2 separate regions of the Pan troglodytes genome follow, and region 2 is linked to region 1. A link is a contact called in public Hi-C data. All regions are on one chromosome and are shown on one strand. Each heading gives the region's core, a stretch centred on a gene start, on an enhancer-like site or on the middle of the called end of the contact. The rest is flanking DNA. Distances are from core to core; before and after follow the strand shown.

Region 1 (6,943 bases), core at 2,248-4,747:
AAACCTCCTCTTCAGGTCCTGCATGTTGGGTGACTTGGGCCTGGGAATGAGGGAGGTTCTTCGCTTCTCGGGTGTGCTGCTAGGCTGCTGTTTGTGACTGACCTCTTTACAGAGGACGTGGAAGGCGCTGTAGACATCATTATAATTTTCACTGACAGACACTTCATAGAATGAGCAGCCTAGCATGCTGGCTAGCTGCAGTCCAAGCTGAGGGTCAACCTGTTTGATGTGCAACAGGTCAGCTTTGTTGGCCACGACCACCACAGGCAGCCGGGTGCCCAGGTGTAGCTGCTGCACGTGCTGGTGGAGCTGGCTGATGAGTTCATAGCTCTTGTAGTCAGTGATGGAGAAAACGATCACCACAGCATCTGCCCAGCGAATGCACCTATTCAGCTGTTCACTGCAGCTCAGGCTGTTCTCATGGACCTGAAAGAGAGGAGTGATGGCAAGGTGAATGCTGGCCAGTTGTACAAAGAGCCTGGGCTTGGGTAGATTTCAAATTCAAAAGAGCCCTTCATAGTAGTGCCAGGTTGAGGGCCATAAACAACTTATATCCCACACACTTCAGCTTTCTTGACAATATGTTGATCCAGCTGCACAGAGTTGGAATAAATAACAGTGCAGCTTACCACACTCAAGTGGAAAATTGACCTGCAGAGAACTCCATGCAGAGAGACTTTGTAGTTGCACAAAATGGGAAATTAACTGGCTAGACAGTAAGTCTGGGGAAGTAAAGATAGGAGCTGGAAGCATTTAAACCTGGATAACTGCCCAGTTCAGGAGGCGGGGGGGAAAAACCCTAGCATGGCGCTTTTGTCTATAGAGCAACTTTCCAGTACAAAAGCGATTCCAAGTATTTGCAGACTATACCCAGAAGCTTGGTTTTTCATGCCAAAGACACACATATTAAAACTGGACTTTTAAACCACAGCAAGGAAAACACCAATTCCAACTGCATTTGGTTTGGGCTTTCCGGCTGTGTTGAATCCTTCTAAAAGAAGATTTCTGCCCCCTAGCCAAATCTCCCAAACTAAACCATGCTAAGACTGACCAACAGCCAGATACAATTGAATTGTCAGACATGTAAAAGTCTAGATGTGACTCCCCAAATTTCTCTGATCCTGCAGCATGAGGAACTTTGAGAAAAAGTGAATGATTCCACAGCCAAGTAGGTTCCCCTTTCACCCAGAGTCTCAGAGCTCCTCACCTGAATACCTGGAGTGTCTTGAACCTGAAGAGCCAGGGTTTCACCTTCTATCTGAACTTGTCTAGTATAGAGATTACCTATGAAGGCAAATAAAAGAGATTATGTTCTTCCTTCTTGTACAACTTTTAAAACATTGTGAGTTTTAAGCTAGAAAAAAAATGCACAATACATAAATGCACACAAAACAGCTATAGTTTATTTCTATTTAGTGGGCTTACTTCAGATTTTTTTTAAAAAACAACAGCAATTTTAACCCTATGTTAGATTTATTAAAACCAGGGCAAAGTTTGCAAGTTTTTGAAAACTTATTTATCTAATTTTAAACAAAGTTTCCATTTTTAGAGTACTCCCTTGATGCAAATTATCTTGCTCAGCCTATGTGAGGTTTTTGTTTTCTTGAGTACTTGATTCATTCTTTGACTGTAACTTTGTATTTTGGCCGTTAGATATAATGGCTTGCTAGACAAATACTGTTAGTAAACACACAGTCAATGTTATCAGTTGGAATAAAAATGTGACATAATTACAATCAACTCTACATCAAATCAGAAGGCTGCCATGTCTTATCTTGGGATAGCTTATACAGCTCATTTCAAATAATCCCCTCTAGGTACTCATATGGTCTACAGAGTTAAGCAATTTGCTAACAGAGCATAGGCAGAAAGCTCTTAAGCCTCCCCAGTGGCTATTCTTAATCATAAGGATTGAAAAATGTGTCCTCTCATTTATTCGGGAATTCTCCTCCTAAAATTCTACCATCCAGTTGTTTGTCTTTGTTAAGAAGGAGGAACTTTAGGTTTACAACTGCTCTCCTTTGGCCTTTGCTTTAAAAGGTCACCTCTGAAAGGCAGCCAGCAGAGAAGGAGAGGGGTGGGGGAAGGAGCTGGGGACTCCTTTTTTTTTTTTTTACGACTTTTGCAGGAGTGTTTTGAAGGGAGAGGTTCTTGACTACAAAGGGTGCTTCCAACTGGGGTCACTATAGTTAAAACATACCAAGGGGAATACTTTCAGGCACTTGATAAAATGATGAATGGGCTTGGAATGGAATGAGGCCAGATGGTAGTTATGGGAGGGGGGCGCCATGGAGGGCTGGGGACTGGGGAAAGTTTTAAGTGGCGGGATCCTCAGGCTCGGACTGTCACTGAAAGAACCTCCCTGGGAAGCGCTGGAAAATGGGAACCGCAGTCCTCCTGCAATGGGACAGAATTTTTCTCAAATGCATTGTCTCACCTGCATTTCTTTCATAGTCACCGATGAATCGTTTGGTGAGGAACCGGACCACCAGTGCTGCAGGTCAGAAAAAAGAACGTCAAAGTGTTAACCTTGGAAGTTAGATTGTTCTCCACCCCACCCCCTGCCTGGAAAACAGTTCTCCCAAAGAAAGCCATAGATGGCCACCAAGTGAAATTCCTACCCTGTAGCTCCTTGACCCTTCTTCCAGACAAAAAGGAGGGGGCTAGAAGGCATCGTGAATTCTGGCTCTGTGCAGCTGGAAGGCTCACTGGGCCCACCCCCTCCTCTGAGCCCGGCTGAGCCACACCTAAGCCTTCCAGTAGACCCACGTCTTCCTAACCTTCAAGACCTCCCAGGGCGGCTAGCTTCACTAACTCCCCTTTCTGTGCCAGGCATTGCCAGAGGCTCAAACACCCCAAAGTTCTGATGGCGGCGGTGCCGGTGGTCCCCAGAAAGCTGCCTGGCCATTCTTGATCCCTGTTTCCCCCGTCTGTGGAAGCAGGCGGGTGGCGTAGACAACGGCTAAGCCCACTCCCAAGGGGCAGCGGCTCCCTGCGCGGGGACGGAGAGCGGTCGGGCTGCAGCTCCCACCGCTCCCCACGCCTTGTTCAGCCTCAACTCCCGTCAGGGGTCGTCCACGACCAGACCCAGGGCTAAGCGCGACGACTCACCGGTCTTGCCCACGCCGCTGGCGCCCACCACGGCGATCTTGACCAGGCGGCGGCCGGCGGCGCCCACATAGCAGTCGGAGGCCGCGGCGTTGCCCGGCGCGGGGTACTCGGCGATGGTGCACATGTTCTGAATGAGGCGCATCGCCTCGGCTGCGGCGCACCGCGCGGGAAGGGACTGAGGGACTGGAGAATGCTAGCGCTGCGCGGGAGCGGGCGGGAGGACCCGACTGCGGGGCTCCGCGGTAAGAAATAACAACAATAAACAAGTGCAGGTACGGGCGGGGTGGGGCCGGGCGCCGAGGTTCCGCAGGGCTCAGGCTCCAGACCCAGACTGCACTCGCGCGGCGCGCAGGCTGTTTTCTCCGCGGCAGGCCCCGCCCCCTCTCCCCACAGCCAATCCCGGGGCGCCCTACACGAGGCCCCGCCCCCGGCGCCGCTCCGCGCGCGCGACGCCCCCGGAGGCGCCTGGAGTCAGTGCCGAGCCCCGTGAGGCGCGGGGAGAAAAGGCAGCTGGCGGAGGGAGGCAGCGGGTGGTCCGAAGCGGCGCAGCCCAAGGTGGGCGCCTGGTAGGTCCTGCCGCGCGAGCATGGGGCAGATGCTGTGGCTGCGGGGCCGGGAAGAGAGCGCAGCCTCCACAGAGCCATTCCGGACCGCTGCCTCCGCCGGCTCCACAGCCCACGCGCGCACTCGCTGCAGCTCCCACCTAGGGCGCCTGCTCTGGGCGGGCCGGGAGCGGTGTTTGCTGCCCGGCTTAGTGCCGCACGCCCTGATTTGGAGCGATTGCACTGGCTTGGGTACATCCCAGCTCATAGATTCGGCTACAGTTGGCAATCATCCGCAAAGACTCCAGCCTAAGACCTTTAGACCCCCGTAAAATGTGACATTTGAAGCAAAAATATCATCCACGTTTTATCCTAGACCCACGTTCTCTGGCTCTTGTCGACGGCGCAAGCTAACGCGAACACACATGGTCGGACGCATGCACAGCACGCCTAGAAGCGGATCAAGAAGTAATTATAGAACAAGCTTTCCAGCGCCTCACTCAGTCACACCTCCTCCAAGAGCTGTGAAATGGAAAGAAAACAGTTACCCCAGCTGCGACGTCTGAAGGGGCCCCGCACTTCGTCCCTGGTCATAAGACACCGCAAGAGTTTAGTTAAGTGGCTTGATGCCAAGGAAGAGGTGGGCCCTGCACTCCTAAAATCCCAAGCTCCGGCCCCTTACAGTCTCATCTGAGAAACACATCTTCAACGGCAGGCCAAATTCCTCCTGCGAGCAACATTGTGTAGCTGCAGCTGATGGCAAGATGTCACCAGAGTCGCGGGTTAACCACCCCATCCGCCATCCAAGGCCCTCTCCCCGCTACCCTTTCAACCTTGTCCCAGAGGCTTTTATGTTGGGGTATGGCAACAAACTCTGTGGCTTTGTGTACCCACCCACATTAAAGGCTAAAATGTGAAATAAACCAGTGCCCTTATCCGCACATGTCAGTCATCTAATTTGACCCCCTCTTCCAGCCAGAACTTAATTGACCAGGTATTTGACAGAATTTTATGATCCTCAGCCAGTTCAGACTCTGAGATGAACCTCTTGTCTACAGAGGTTTAGGTGTTTGCAGGAATGCAAGGAGAAATAGAAAGGTAATCTCAAGGTAGCAAGTTTTCTAGGATGGGCCACGTAATTAGAAAGACACACAACCTTACAATAAACATAATAAAAGGCTGACTTCTAGGGAGATCACTAGAGCGAAACAGCCATTTGAGTCAGAAAGAAAAAGCATTTCCAATATGCACCATGTCTTTCTGCATGGTTTAAATCAGACTTGAATGTCACTTATATAAAATCAAACTTTGCAAGACTGTAATTACAGGTAACCATGTACTTTTAAAATCTTTCCCCTCCAAAAAGCCTGCTATTCTATCATGCTTACATGGTAAAATAATGATGTAGGCTAAAGTACTAGTTTAACATACACACACACACATACACACACACACAGAGAGAGAGAGAGACATGACAAAAGCTGTCAAGGGGAATTTTGCTTTGAATCATTTAGTTTCTTGGGCTTGATTTTCATTACCATAAGCCCATACAAAACCTGTGATTTTTCTGTCTGCAACGCAAAGGCTTGATTTGGTGTTCTTATTTTAGATCTAAATGATCTGGCTATGCTTTAAAGAACACAGAAAAGAGAGAAGCAAGAGAAAGATGTAAAAAAGAAAAGAGAGCTATTCAAATTCCAAATACCTAGCATATAGCCCATCTCCACTCCACCTACCTCTCCTTCTGGGACATTCATAGAGTTAAAAAGAGGAAGGAGGCAAGGCAGGAGAAGTGACGATACATAATGAGCGCTTGTTTCATTCTAGGTTGTACACAGGGGTTTTGCATTTAAAAATCTCATTTTACCTTCATAACAGTCCTATGAGGTAGGTATTACCATTACTTCTAGTTGCCGTTATCTATTGCTGCTTAGTAAACCACCCCAAACTTTAGTGGCTCGCAGTTCTGTGTGTTGACTAGGCTTAGCTGGGGAGTGCTTACCTAGGCTCTCTCATGTTGTTGCAGTCAGATGGCAGCTGGGGCTGCTATCATCTGAAGGCTCAACTAGGCTGGACATCCAAGATGCTATCTTCGTTCATATGTCTGTGTGTCAGCTGGAATGGGCAGAACAGCTGGGACTAGCTCAGGCTCTCTCACAACATGGTGACAGGCTTCCCTTTGAGTGAGCATTCTAAGAAACCAAGTAGAAGCTGCTAGTCTCTTAAGACCTACACTTGGAAATTGTCACCGCATCACTTCTGCTCTGTTCTATTGGTCAAGTGTCACAGAGCCCACCCAGATTAAAGATCAAGGGGCAGGAACATCGATCCTATCTTTAAATGGGAATGGTGTCAAAGAATGTGTGGCCATCTGTAATTCACTACGCTTCCATTTTACAAGTGAGAAAGCAAAGTCTCGGGTTAAAAAACTCTTCCAAAGTTACATATCCTGCAAGGGACAGAGCCTTTTTTTTTTTTTTTTGTCAAGCTAAAAGAGATGAGGATGGGGAATTGAAACATGAGGAGGGGTTTGGGAAGAAAAGAAAGAAGTATTTTGCCAAGGTTCAATTTTACCTCAGCATCTGGAGTTTCTAGCACTTCCTTTGATCTTAAGAGGTTTAGTCCAGACAACTCAGTCCCTGGAAGCCCTTAGAATGCCAGAATATGAATTCAATAAATATTTATTGGATGTCTGGGCTATGTGTATACCAGGCATTATGCTAGGTATTGAGTCTACAGTGGCAAATAAGAAATGCAACCTTTGCCATCCCTGCAGCTACATTTAGCATGAGAGACTGAAGTGAATGAGCAATTTCAATACAGTGTGAGAAAACGCTTTGATAGGGAAAATTCAGGAATTACAGAAGCACAAACTAGGACTAAAAACCTGGGTTGTGGCAGTCAAGGAGGGAGTGGTGAAGTAGTTGAGAAGTTTGTGTGTTGTGTACAGTGTGCATGTATGTGTGTGCATGTACATGGGAGTATGGAGCAGGGAGTTAGGAGGGGGCAAGATGGGTTAGTTCGCAAGAGAATAGCACTTGCCAGTAGGTGCTCAGTAAATAGTTGTGGATTATAAATGAAAGCATAAGTGAATATAGCAAAGGCCTCACATTGAGAAAATGAATTAAAGGAACGGAGGATAGTTATTGATGGGTGAACAGAGAGAAAAGCCCTGGTGATTTCTGTGGAGGAGCCCTCATATTGATAAGAAAAGCTCCAGAAGTTGCCTTGGTGCTCCCTTCTTCCCTGGGAACATGCCCTCATGGAAGCCAAATGAGCTGCTCCTCTGC
Region 2 (5,959 bases), core at 1,745-4,244, 270 kb after region 1:
CATTGAAGCCACTATTTCTATGTATTTGATCAAGTCCTCTGGAATCCAATGCAGCCGTATTCATATTTCAGTCTCTCTTAATGGACCTTGCTGGAAAGAACATTCTGTGCTAAGAAAATGGAAAATAAACGTGAGAAAACTTTAAGAATGAGCCTTCACACCTCCTGCAGCAGGTGATAGCTCTGTACTTCAGAGCTTGTCTCCAGGTTGAGAATTACCTGTTTTCCACTCTGAGGGGATTAGAAAGATACTGTTTTAATGGGTTATAAAACTTGTGTGAAGAAGATTGGCCTTCTCCACCTCTCCTGTGAAATAAATTGTTTGAAAATTCTTTGAAGAGAAATGGCTTCAGTATATTGTTCTATCTCTGCTACCCCAAAGCCCAGAGAACAAATATTAAGTATAAATTGCTAGGCTAGGTATGTCATATGTGGCAGCTTTGACACGTAAACCAAAAGACTGAGCCAAGTCTCAATCAATGTACAGGTTATTTTGCCAAGGTTGAAGACACACTAGGGAAAAGAGACACAAGCTACAGTATGATCTATGGCCCCTACTTTCTCCAAAGAGGATTTTGAGGGCTTCAGTATTTAAAGGGGAAAAGTAGGCAGGAGGAGAAAGGAGGAAAGAACAAAAAATAGAGGGAGAGCATGGTCACATTCTTAGGAGGCTTTGATTCACACTCACTGAATCCATATGTTGCACGTGGCAAGGAATGGGTAGAGGAACAGTCGATTATGTATGTCCCCTGCTCAGTAGAACTGCACTTTACAAAAGATAAACAGAATAGGGGAAGAAGTCAAATATGCATTTATCTCAGGGTGGGCAGTGGGGATGGTTTGTACTCTCCTCTTGTCCCATACTCCGGGAGGCCACCTGGGGAGACGTGGCCTCTTGTAGCTATCTGTTTAGGAACAAAAGGAAAGACAGTGTTCTGTGACCCAGCTTCCAAGCTTAACTTTTCCCTTTGGTATAGTGAGTTTGGGGTCCCGAGATGTTCTTTTCCTTTCACAGATGTATGACACTTCAGCAGAAGGGTGAAGGCTGTAGAATGGAGAGAAAACCCTCTTCCTGTATGGCTGTTGATTGACTTGGACTTTTAACTGATTATGTCATCTGAGGAGTCTGTGAAGGTTTATGAAGAATGAATTCACCATACAACCTCCCCTCAGATGGAAATGTGTACATAATGTAGAAGAATAAGGGGCTGTGAGTTTCGGGGGTAAGAGGAGGGGAATAAAGTTAAGGCTCCTAATACTGCTTAGCTTCTAGCCTTGGGTCTTGCCGCAACACCTGCCCAACACCTGTGTGTGTGTGCTTTGCACGGTTAGCTGGGACTTAGGTAAACCCCGCTTTGTCCATCGCTGACAGGAAACCTACACATTCTCTGCTCTTTCTGCTGTTTCCCTGACCTCGCTCTCCCATGGAATTTTAGATTCAATTCAGTGGAGTTCAGGTTCCAGTGTGGGTTGGTCACCAGCCGATGCAATCCCCCTAGCATATGGGAAAGCAAAGGATCAGGAGGCATGAGATCCTAGTTCAGTCCTGGCCTTTGCTTCCTGGTTTGCCTAAGTCAGATGTTGGACATAGTATTGGGGTAGGGTGCTGATGAGTGGTAGTTGGTGAAGGGGCCATTTTCCACACAAGTCCCCAAGGGAGACAGACCAATTGGCAAAACAATAGAAAGTATATAATATTAGCTACTTAAATCATAAGTAGTTCTGGGATACTAGGCTCTACTGTTCTGTTTATTCCCCACAACATTTCCTAACATTTCCTAGGCATGAAAGATGATGCTGAAGACATGAGAAAAACAAGCATCCCCTGACAGCCAGGGGCTAGCCTGAGACAGCCGCCCTCTGATGTTGTCAGGAGGCATCCTGGCGTTCATCACTGGGCTGTGGTGTTTCTTGTTCCACGTAAATCGCACAGAACACCACCCTCAGACAAGGTCATGCCGTGACTGTGATGAAGTTAGACAAAAAACAAGACCACTTAATAATTTCATCCCAGCATAGACAAACACAAGGTCACTATGTAAACCACGAAATCACAAACTCTTCATCTGAGTGCCTGCTGCCCTTCACCAGTTCCCATTCTAGCTTTGCTCTCATCTGTGCTACATGAGATTTACTACCATCTCAATCAGATAATCTCCCCCACTTCCTGACAACACCCAATCCAAAGCACACCCCTATTCGTGGAACACTCCCACGAATGACCTAAGCAAGGCCTCCATCCTCAAAGTTCTTTCTGACAGCTGCTTACTGAGATGCCCCACAGTCCCCCAGTGTGTGGTCTCCCAATGCACTGAGCATTTGTTCAACCACAGTTGTTTTCCTAATGGTCTGGCTGGAAAGTGCTAGACTGAGAAGTCATTTCCTGAGGTCTGCTGTTCTCATGAGGGCAAGGGGGAAAGGAGCGTCATACACACAAACAGGATGGCTACTGGTGTGCTGGCACCTCATTGATCTGCAGCAACTCGTCCTGCCCACGGGGTTGGTGGTTTTGGCCCAGACACCAAAGAAGGCTTCTTACAAGTAACTGGAGAAATCTGGACTTCTGTTTTTCCTAACCTGTAAAACAAGGTCAAAGCAGTTTTGTAATAAATAGAAATGCTGGAAAGCATGTAGTGTGATGGTGGGCATGCCCTGGTACAACTGACATGCTTTGCTCATTGTTCATAGTTTCTGGCACCTCCACACCTCCCCTTAGAGTCCCTCAGGCTCAGGTGTGTCTGTGTCTCGAGCCCTTGCTTTCCTGAGGGATCAGAACCCCTATTTGAGGCAGGGCCTTAAACCGAGGAGATGCAGACTGAGCTCCCTCTGTATGGAGGGTTCAGTCAATTTCAGGAATTCCAATTTGCTCCAACAGAGAAGGTCCAAGTTCTGTCTGGATCCTGTTATGTGTGCTGAAGAGCTTTCCAGAGTCATAGGGCTGGGGTGGGGAGGGGTCATCCTGGTGTGGACAGGGCATGTGGCAGTAGAGACGACTGAAGATGCAGGGACAGGGTCCAGTGCCCTCTAGTGGGAAGGGCCCCCCAGACACCTCCTGATTGTCCTCAAAAGAGCTGCTGCACAAGTCTTGCTCTTACTTTGTTTGCATTACTTGTCTATGTGTTTTGTCTTTTTTAAAAAAACACTCCCAAATGTGACAACAGTGATCTTGAATCCAAACCAAGGCTGAAGTTAAACAAGCCCTTACCTTTCTGCAAGACGGGGCAATGGAACAAGAGATCATGAAAAGAGAGAAGAAGACGGGCTCCATGAAGACAGTGTCCTGTCCCTCTCTGAAGCTGGTGCCTAGAAAGGGTTGTTGAGTTAAAACAAATGCGTGACAAGGGGGTGTGGGGCTAACGTGGAGAAATCTAAGAAGAAGAGAGGTGATTCTTACTCCTATTTAGCTTTTTAATATTACAACGCGGGAAAGGAAGGGTCAACCTAAAATAAAGGAGTCAGGATCCAATTAAAAGAGTTTAAGTGCAAAGATTGAGGGTAGCTGTCCAGGCACACTCGGATACCAGAGAATGATTATTAGTGCTCTCGGTGTGGGGATAAGTGAAGATTATTTATATAGGCAAAAACAGGTGTAGAACAGAATCACAACATTCTCCATACAAAGGCTAACACAGATATAGGATTTGATTGGCTACTATTGATTACACTCCAAAGGATTACTTAACATCCAGTTGTAAAGAGGTGAAAATCATGAGGGTCTCCATCTCATTTAGCTTAGGTTTGAATAAAGATTAGGGAGTCTCGTTAATGTATAACATCTCAAGACAAAGGTCAAGAAGCAACGGTCATTCACCAGAGAAGAAAAACAACTGTGACTCAGTTTCCAGGGCTTAACTTTTGCCCTTGGCATAATAAATAGGGAAGGTCCTGAAATTTTCTTTTCACGGAAGAACAAAGAAGAAGAAGAAAGGAAAGAAAATGGAATATTTGAGAAATCGATGTCAGGGTTTAAATAAAAGATCTGAAAGCCACTTTCTGATTTTCGGAGGTACAAGAAAAGAGCCTCATGGCAAGCCAACTGAAGTGGCAAAGCATAATTTTAATCCTTATAGTCCTCCCCTACCTGAGAGCAAATATCCTATTTTGTTTCTGCTATTCAAGTTTTGGTTACAATTTTTTGTAAGTTTTGATTTTTGTAGGCAAAAACTGTGAGACCTCTCAAAAGTGATATGGGATAGGGACTCATTTATGGTGTTAGAAAAAGTGATATGGGATAGGAACTCATTTACTGTTTTAGAATTTCTGGAAAATAGTTTTGCATTTTGAAGCTTTCCTGCTTTAATTTTGCTAGAGGCATTTATTTGTAATTATGTCTGCTGACCCCAGACTATAAGCTACATAATAGAACTTTAATTACATTAGGTACAGGATTTTTTTCTCTTCTCCATTTACATATATGGAGGAATGAAGTATTGGACAGAAAGTCGGCTGGGCATGGTGGCTCACACCTGCAATCCCAGGACTTTGGGAGGCCAAGGCAGGCAGATCGCTTAAGCCCAGGAGTTTGAGACCAGCCTGGGCAACATGGTTAAACCTCCATCTCTACAAAAATTAGAAAAAGTAGCCAGGCTTCCTGGCATGCACCTGAAGTTCCAGCTATTTGGAAGGCTGAGGTGGGAGGATCACCTCAGCCTGGGGAGGTAGAGGCTGCAGTGAGCCATGATTGTGCCCCGGCACTCCAGCCTGGGTGACAGAGCAAGACCCTGTCTCAAAAAAATAAAAAGTCTACAGTGACATTCTGAGAACAAGTGTTGTGAATAAGTGAATGATGGAAGTGTAGGGAGAATATTCAATAAAGAAAAATGGTAAAGCAGAGCTGAAGGGAACAGAGATTTCATGCATTCTTAGGCATGGCTGGTGAGTGAGTGACTTCTGTCACACTAACATTTAAAGAAAGCTGCCTGATAGAATGTATTTTAAAATAGATTTCTGGGAAAGTAGATATAGTTTATTTTTAAAACTTTATCATGGGGAATTTTAAACCTACAAAAGTAGAATAGAACACAACCTCTGTGAACCCACGACTCAGCTTCAACCGTTAATTATAGCCAGTCTTGTTTCAGACTGCTGGAATTTTCAGATGGTACTGGAAAGTTACCAAACGAACAAGCCTTCAACTATTCAGGATCTCTAAACCCATAAAGGACAAATGTATAAGGTGTTGATGTGGTTTAGATTGACAGCCAACTCTAAGGGATTTTCCATGTATTTTGTCATTCCTCTAACTTGAAGTAACATAATCATTAGCATAAATGCAAAAACATTTTTGTGATGCAGAGGTTTAATTGTTGAAATGGCCTTAACTTTTACAGTGGCTAAATAATATAAAAAATAATGAGACTGAAGCTGCAGTATAAGGAAGTAACCACATTTATTTGGAAAATTGTAACGAAACAATAGCACTTCATAACTAATACAGATTATAGAATATAGTTCTATGAATATATATATGCAAAAGTGACAACTTCTACCTCTCACAGCTGTTTTACATGCCTTCTAGGTTTTCACTTTTCCATCTACCCCTTACTTTTCTGGAATTATCCCAAAAGGATGGGGCCAGACTCAAAATTTCTGTTTGTCTTGCCCCTTTCCTGTTGATGTTTTCTCTTGTGGCATGTCATTAGAAGATTTTACTGATCAATGTGTTAAATCAAAGAATGCTAGAGCGGAAAGAGAGTTCCTGGAAAACAGTTCAAACTTTCCAAAGTCAAGATGAGGAAACAGAAGCCCTGAGATCTTATCAAGACTTACTTGCATCACTTTCCAAGTTGGTTTTACCTAAAGCAAGAAAGGAGGGACTGGTGACGGTTGCCCAGAGTAGAAGCAGAGTCACTGTTCTGTGTGGTGGGTGCTTGCAGGAGAAAGGGAATGCAAGCTCAACTGTAGCTCTTGAAATCTCCATCTCTCCCTGGTGCCTGCTCAAAGAAGCATGTGGAGGCCTG

Evidence for each region. Hi-C and Micro-C count contacts between places; a contact is called where the count stands out from the background.
Region 2: a contact with region 1 is called in a Hi-C map of induced pluripotent stem cells, with 1.5 times the contacts expected there. The contact joins the enhancer-like site here to the promoter of RASL11B in region 1. A contact is called at or near these places in 1 of 7 Hi-C or Micro-C datasets (induced pluripotent stem cells) and 1 of 1 datasets of contacts at active chromatin or transcription factors (stem cell-derived excitatory neurons).

Annotation. Positions count from the first base shown.
Region 1 is chr3:77,007,018-77,013,960 of NHGRI_mPanTro3-v2.0_pri, forward strand. It overlaps RASL11B (RAS like family 11 member B), which reads right to left and starts at 3,498. Exons shown (of 4, transcript XM_001139797.6): 1 at 3,112-3,498; 2 at 2,438-2,494; 3 at 1,208-1,284; 4 at 1-426. The coding sequence starts at 3,253.
Region 2 is chr3:77,276,932-77,282,890 of NHGRI_mPanTro3-v2.0_pri, forward strand. The region is part of intron 1 of LOC134809888 (a long non-coding RNA gene); the gene reads left to right. Among named protein-coding and RNA genes, the nearest start is that of USP46, 71 kb to the left of the region's middle. Within about 2 kb of position 2,995, at least 2 of the 24 cell types and tissues checked have an H3K27ac peak or open chromatin away from gene starts, as enhancers often do. A contact at or near this core is called in induced pluripotent stem cells, where this site is marked.